2 separate regions of the Gossypium hirsutum genome follow, and region 1 is linked to region 2. Evidence: chromatin contacts called from public Hi-C data. All regions are on one chromosome and are shown on one strand. The core of a region is the stretch at or near the end of the contact, and the rest is flanking DNA. Distances in the headings are between cores, read along the strand shown. Region 1 holds the start of LOC121228189 (chaperone protein dnaJ 16). Region 2 holds the start of LOC107948066.

Region 1 (3,967 bases), core at 1,293-3,792, 970 kb before region 2:
TCTTAATTGGCACGCCAAGTTTACTGTTCATAGGAATTAGTTAAAATTCTATCCAATGCCTAACATTCATAAAGGCAATGAAACAATAAGACATGTCAACTCATATAATAAGGACAAGGAGTTACCTAAAAAGTGCAGCAAATATGGTGTTCACAGCCCCCAAACTTGAAAGATCTAGCTCCAATTCTTGGTTATCAGCTTCAACAGCCTATTCAAGGAAAGAACGTCATCAATTAAATTTAATGCTTTATCAATCAAGCTCGGTCATGCAAGATGGAACTTTAACAGTTTTAAAAGTGGAAGAACAGGATTCTCTAAAGCCTCCAAGTGCAACCAGTGTTGCTAAGGTGCTGTGCCTTAACCATGAAAGACACTTTGATGAAGTGCATGCTAAATGCACCTAACACTTTTTATAAGGTGCTAGGCAGAAAAGGATCGCCTGCCTGAAGTTCTCTTTAACAATTAAACATTTATTGTGTTCAATTAACTGTATCTTTACCAGTAAAAAAGGGAATGATGAGCTGCATATTGGCCAATAAAAGAAAAAGAAAATCTAGCATGTTTGTGGGATAATTTATACCACTTGTTAGAGTTTATTATCATAATTACATGTCTTAAGTTTTCTTTTTATAAATACACAAAGCTACAAAAATATACAGACATATATACTTGTTGTTCCCAACTTCATGCAGGAGGGCTTTTTTTACACCTTGAACCTCAAGCAATATAAAGGTTCTAGCACCTAGATTGTGCCTTGGGCTCTTGGCATCACTGAATGCAACAGTAAGAAAATCAGAGATAACCATCAGGCAAAATAATTCTTCAGAAAGTAGATGCATGTATAGCTTACCTCAAAACCAGCAGTGTCATACTGGCGTCTTTTATCCGGATCAGACAATATATTATAAGAAAATGTAACCTCCTTGAACATATCAGCTGCAACAGGATCATTTCCATTCTTATCAGGATGGTACCTGAAAGAGCTAAGATTAGCATTTATAGCACAGCCGCCTGAATACAGCAAGTTTTTTGAGTGTATAACCAGAACTTTATATGCTTAATGTCAAGAGATGTCCAACGTGAACTATCTGAAAAGTAGTCCATGCCATACATTGTCTGTCCCAAATCACATATTTCATTTGTCATAGCTGCTTGCTGGAAAGGAGCATCATCAAGGCAAATAAACCATTCTGTGGACACATGTTGGAAACAATCATTTGGATACTTTAGTTATGGTTTTATCTGTTGTTTGACAAGTATTCCGGATATCCAACCAGTCACTAAAGGCCAGCGTTATTCTGCTTCGAATGCTTATCCCTGCACAAGCATGGTATAGGACACCTGATCTAAGCAAAATCTGTTGTCTAACTGGCAAATACCAACACTAAAAATCTGAAGCTTGGCCAAGTCCTCCACAGCTATTGCTATATGTTGATAAATGACTCTCCTACACACTATCATTGGGAAGGCAAACCATCACACCGAACCCCAATCACTCATAAATCTCCAGTTATGGTTCGAAAATGCCATCCAAATTCCGGTTCTAAATACTTGGTATACTCCACGTACGCAAGTGAATTTACCTTATAATTAACCATAGTTATCAATATGCTCAAACTAGTGTACCCTGATGTACCCTAAAGAAATCACTAAAAACTCTTAACAAAAACACCAAGAATTCGAACATAGGAACACCTTTAAACTTATAAAGGAAAAAGACCGAAAATTTACAATTAAAATTTTTTTTAAAAAAAAAGGTAAGAAAAACTAAACATACTTGAGAGCCATTTTTCTGTACGCGCTCTTAATTTCCTGATCCGTAGAGTTTCTCAAGACCCCAAGCACCTCATAAGGATCTCGACGAAGATGCTTCGCCATGCCATCGTTTTTCTCCGACTTGGATCGATGTGGCGGCATTTTTCTGTAGACACCACCAAACAAAAAACTAAACCGGAAAATTGTTCTATTTTAAGGTAAGAAACCCTAGAAATCCAAAACCTTAAACTAAATTCCAAAAACGGAATGGAAATTAACTCCCTTATGTCTCCACCACATTTCAACAAAGTAGGAGACTTTTTTAGGGGTTAAGAAGCGAAAAAGGAAAGATTCAGGTGCATTGAGAAGAGAAGATAGAAAGAGGAAACTCCATGGGACTTCCAAGCTGGAGGTTTGATAGAGAGAAGAGAAAGAAAGAGGAGGAAAAATTGGAGGGGAAATTAATTAGGTGCAATGTTAATATTTTAACATATTCATTTTTTAAATTTAAATTTGAGACAACCTATATCGTCATTGGTTTATAAATATTTTCAAAAACCAAAATTCAATGGCTATGCGTTTATCTGAACAGTACCATTGCAGTATGGAGATTGCACACTGCGCACTGCAGTCTGCAGTCTGCAGTCTGCAAACGCATATCTGCTTGCATTGGCACGTGTCATGGGATCGAGGAGCACGTGGGTGCGCAATGCGCATAATTTGCATTCCTCGTTGAAGCGGGATTTTGAAAAACATGGAAATTGTTTTTTTATACAAAAAAGAAAGTGAAATTGTTTAATTTTATTATTTAAATTATTGGATTATAAAAATAATTACAAATATAATTAAAGGTACCCACAAAATTACTTAAATATATATATAAATTAAACAAAATCATGAAAAAACATAAGATGTTGAAGTTTTTATAGCACAAATTACTAGTTTATTAAAAATTATATAAATACATAAATTACCGAACCTAATTCTCTCAATTGCAAACAGTGAATAATGATCTTGTTGCATGATTTAGAATCATCCGATCACTAACTTGCAGATTATTCTTATTCCCATTGAAAATCCTTTTATTTCCTCTACTTTGATTTTAAATTAAGATTTATATCTTATAAGCATTGGAGGTTCTATGGTGTAGTGGTTAGCACTCTGGACTTTGAATCCAGCGACCTGGGTTCGACTCCCGGTAGGACCTTTTTTGTTCACCTTAAAATGCGATATTTAAAAGAAAAATGGTTATTAATTTTATCATAATTCGGTTATTGGAGTAAAATTTAAGTGGCTTTCTATTTTTTCATAATTTTTTTATGATTAATATTTTAACAATCACCGTTATATTTCATGCTCTAGTTATATAAATTATATATGTCAAGTTTGATATAAATTAAAAAATTTTAACTATTTATTTTATGAAAAAAAGACTTTCAATTATCAAATATATGTTATTATAAACAATACTTTAGATTGATATGATGTAGATACTGACTCGATTAAAAATTTTGCATGCATGATAAGTACAAATATTTTAAAAAAATTCAACTATTAGATCGTTAAAATATTAATAGCATAAAAAAGTTATCAATGGTGTAAAACAACTTAAGTTTTACATTGTATAAGTGAATTCCTCCCCATAATTTTTTGAATGTTTATAATTTATATTTATAATTGTGATTATGCCTATAATTATATAATTGTTTGATCAAAACCAATCTAATCTTCAAGTATAGTTGCTATTGGTAGGGCTGCAAATGAATCAAGCTTGAACGAACAACCCTTTGTTCATGTTCAATTTGTGTTCGTTAAAAATTTTAAATTTTTTGTTCATGTTCGTTTATTTAAATTTATGTGTGTTCATATTCGTTTGTTTAAAATTCACGAACATTAAACAACATGTTCATGAACATATAATTGAAAATGTTCACGAACAATATTAATGAATAATAAACAAACATATAATAAATAAATACATACACACAGATATTATTTCAATATTTTTATAAGAAAATATCATTAATAAATAAACGAGTCATAAACAAGCTTATAAACGAGCCAATAAACGAGTTTATTCGTGAACATAAACGAACCGAACACACGTATGTTGGTATTCACTCATTTATTAAACAAATATAAAAATTTTGTTCATACTTATTTATTTAGCTTAGTAAACGAACGTTATACAAGTGGTTCATCGAACATTTTA
Region 2 (3,590 bases), core at 670-3,169:
AAATAAGTATAAGTACATGGAATATAATTTATGTTAAGTTTGATATAAGCTATTACCAGAATAAATATACATAAAATATATGGAAATGATGAAGCATAAAATATTGATATAATGAAATGAATGATATATGCTTGTGAAGAAACGGTAAGAGCATGATATGTTTCATGACATGTACATATATGATTATCTTTGATATGTTGATACAAGGAAATTATGTAATTGAGACTATTATTAAACTCAAGTGTGACATGTCGAGAAAATAGATATATCAATGTTGAATTTATATGAGATATGTGCAAGTATACTAACAATGTTGTTGTTTGATGCTTATACAAGTGCCAAATTGTTGATTGAATGGTAATATATTTATTTTATATGATGCATTGGATCGGTAAGTATTTTAATTTTTTTAAGTGATCTGCAAATGGTAGTAATGCTCCGAAACCCTATTCTGGCAGCGGATACGGGTTAGGGGTGTTACACAGATTTTTTTTTGGCATTTAGTAAATTCAAGCTAGGCTCGGGCCAAAAATGTCTTACCTGAGGCCTGACCCATTTTTAAAACGAGCCTTATATTTGTCCAAGCCTATTTTTCGGGCCTATATTTTTGCCCAAACCCTCCCACTTTTTGAACTCGACCTATGAACATGTCTAATATATATATACTATAGCAATTTAAAGTTACAATTAAAGAAAGCGTTCCAATGTGGCACGGCCAAGAAAAGGTCATTTGGCACGCAAGTCATTTGTCAGGTGACTTTATTGACTAAAGTTTAAAATAAATATTATTTCAATCTAATCTCCTTATAAAAATATATCAACATTAAATACCCATTAATATAATAAAGAACATACATGTCAATTAGAGGTGTGCATGGGTCGGGTCGGGTCAGGCCCAACTAAAAATTTAGGCCCGTTTGCTAGGCCCAGGCCTGGCCCAACCCGAAAAATAGGCGTAAAATTTTACCCAAGTTCGGCCCTAATAAAAATGTTAAAACCCGAGCCCGACCTGACCCGACCCGCCCATATTAATTTTTATATTATTTTTATATAATTTTAATATATATATAAACCATCAAAAATACTAAAAACATCAAAATAAATATTTTTCAACAAATTGAAAATAAATTTTAAAAAATATGTATACTTAAATAACACTAAAATAGATACAATTTAACAAGCAAATGCCTCTAAAATAATAACAAAATTAGCAAATGTCTTTAAAATAATAAAAAAATTAACAATAAAATAAGTTTTATATAATATCCAAACAATAACAACAAAATAATAGCAATATAATAGTAAAATAGTAGCAAATAGGGAGAAAATAATATTAATTTTTTTTTCATTTAGTGAATTCGGGCCAGCCGGGCAGGGCAAAAATGCCTTACCCGACGCCAGGCCCTTTTTTTTAAACGGGCCTTATTTTTTTGCCCAAGCCCATTTTTTGGGCCAATATTTTTTCCCAAACCCTCCCACATTTCGGGCGGGCCTTCGTACCCCGGCCATGCACACCTCTAATATCAATAATCTCCACTATAATTGATTCTAATCATAGGTTATGAAAAAATATATAAATATATTTTTTCTCTTTTTAATCTTTAATTTATATTCTATCTTTTTTTTATGGGTAACCCTAAAATTATTATCAAATCATTCAAGTTTATTTTAAATATTACTTTCTTTTTATCTTAATTTATATTAATTTGAATTTGAATTATCTTTATAAAAATTAAAAATTTATATTTTTAACAATATTATTTATAAAAGTTTAGAAAATTTATATAAATTTTAACAATTTAAGATAATATATTTTAATAATTGAAATATTTAGTAAAAATCATTTAATTTTTATATACATAAATTTAATATATCATAATGGAAAATGGAGCATAGTTAAGCTTAAAAGATATATATTCAAATAAAAAGGTCCGTTTAACTTGCTTCCTTTCCAAAAGTGCCCCATCCTGCCGCTCCACCCCCGTCACTACCTCCCCTCCCCTGTGGTGCTCTCTCTGAACTCTTATCCCCCACCGCTAACAACACCAACCCTGCAATGGCGGCCGCCGCAGCAGCAACTATTTCCTCCGACTCTCTAGCCACAGTTTCGGACGGCCCCGTCCTTAGCTTCATCAACAAACGCCTCCGTGCCCTACGCAAGAAATACAACCGCATTCTCCAAATGGAAGAATCGGTCTCCCAAGGCAAAACTTTGAACAAAGAACAAGAAGATGTCCTCCGTTCCAAACCCACCGTATCTGCCCTTATTGATGAACTCGAGAAGCTTCTCCAGCCTCTTTCTTCCGCTGTCTCCGAAGAAATCTCACTCGCCTTACAGCGTCAAACCGTTTCATCATCAGAAACAACCTCTCAAGCCCAACCTGACAAGACTGAACCCCAAGAACAACTGCCCAATGTCCCCGATCATGCCATTGAGGATCTCCTCAATCTTCTCTATTTCGGGTCGTTGTTCGATGTCAAGTCTCAGAGTGATTTTACCTCCACCATGTTGACGAGGACCCACGAGAGAGGCTGCTGCTTGACTTACGATTACGTTACCGACGACGCTACCGATCTGCTTAACGAGAAAGATTTGGATTTGATTTCGACGCTGAGTGGACTATTGACTTCGCGGCCGGCTGATTCCAGTTTGTCTCATAAGAACGCTTTGCACCGTTGTATCCAGCATGCTATGCTTTGGCTTTCTAACTCTGACCAGCCTGTTGACCCCAATGCCGACGTTTCATGTATTCATCCGCTCTAATCATTTTCGTAGCTATTATAATTATGTACTTATTGTTCAATTTCTAGCTTTTCTGATTTGAGAGTTCTTTGCTGCAGATGCTGGGTTGAGAGAGAGGCTTAACAAGATTATGGCTTTGGATTATTTTACAACCACGCCGGAGATAAAGGATCCTGCTGAAGTGGCGGCTGCTGCTGCTGCTGGGACTTATACTTCTTTCCAGGTTCCGGTGCACGCTGTGCCCACTTCCGTGCCTGTTCAGGTGGAAGACTCGGTTGGGCAGTACCAGCAGAAGGTATTAACTTTGTTTTAGTTCAAAATAAAAGGAGTGGGGTTTTGTGGTTAGTGTATTTTTACTTTTGCATTTTGTTTCTGATATATGTTTTAGTATAAAAACTTTGGTTTCCCTTTTGTTCTGTACAGTTATCATTACCGAAATGATTGTTAATTTGTTTTGTTTGATGCAAATACATTGAGGTCTTGGTTTTCAGCTATATAACCTAGAGAGGGGGAAAGAAAATCAGAGAATTCTTAGAGTTTCTTTATATATAAGTTAATTGTAAACGAAAGTTGGAGAAACAAAATTTATTATGCCAGCAACCCACTAAATTATTTGTTAATTTTTGTTTATTGTGAAGTTAAGAGTTACTGCAGCGGGATTAGAGAGTTTAATTTCCTTAATAGCATTTTGGATTTTCTAATTGTCTATCCAACATCAATTTTATTTGTTTCTCTATCTGTAGCCTGCAGATAGAATTAGACCCTCAATCTATATTCCTTTATGCACAAAATGTTGTTTAAATATGAGCTCATTAAATTTGAATTTAGCCATTATGTCCAGAAAGAA

Evidence for each region. A called contact is a pair of places that touch in the nucleus more often than the background predicts.
Region 1: a contact with region 2 is called in a Hi-C map of leaf, with 2.5 times the contacts expected there. The contact joins the promoter of LOC121228189 here to the promoter of LOC107948066 in region 2. A contact is called at or near these places in 3 of 34 Hi-C or Micro-C datasets (hypocotyl and leaf).

The regions. Positions count from the first base shown.
Region 1 is chrA04:80,137,445-80,141,411 of Gossypium_hirsutum_v2.1, reverse strand. LOC121228189 (chaperone protein dnaJ 16) reads right to left here and starts at 2,542. Exons shown (of 12, transcript XM_041111456.1): 1 at 1,778-2,542; 2 at 851-974; 3 at 126-208; 4 at 1-23. The coding sequence starts at 1,917. It overlaps TRNAQ-UUG (transfer RNA glutamine (anticodon UUG)), which reads left to right and starts at 2,891; the gene lies at 2,891-2,962.
Region 2 is chrA04:79,167,348-79,170,937 of Gossypium_hirsutum_v2.1, reverse strand. LOC107948066 reads left to right here and starts at 1,919. Exons shown (of 7, transcript XR_005925714.1): 1 at 1,919-2,747; 2 at 2,842-3,038.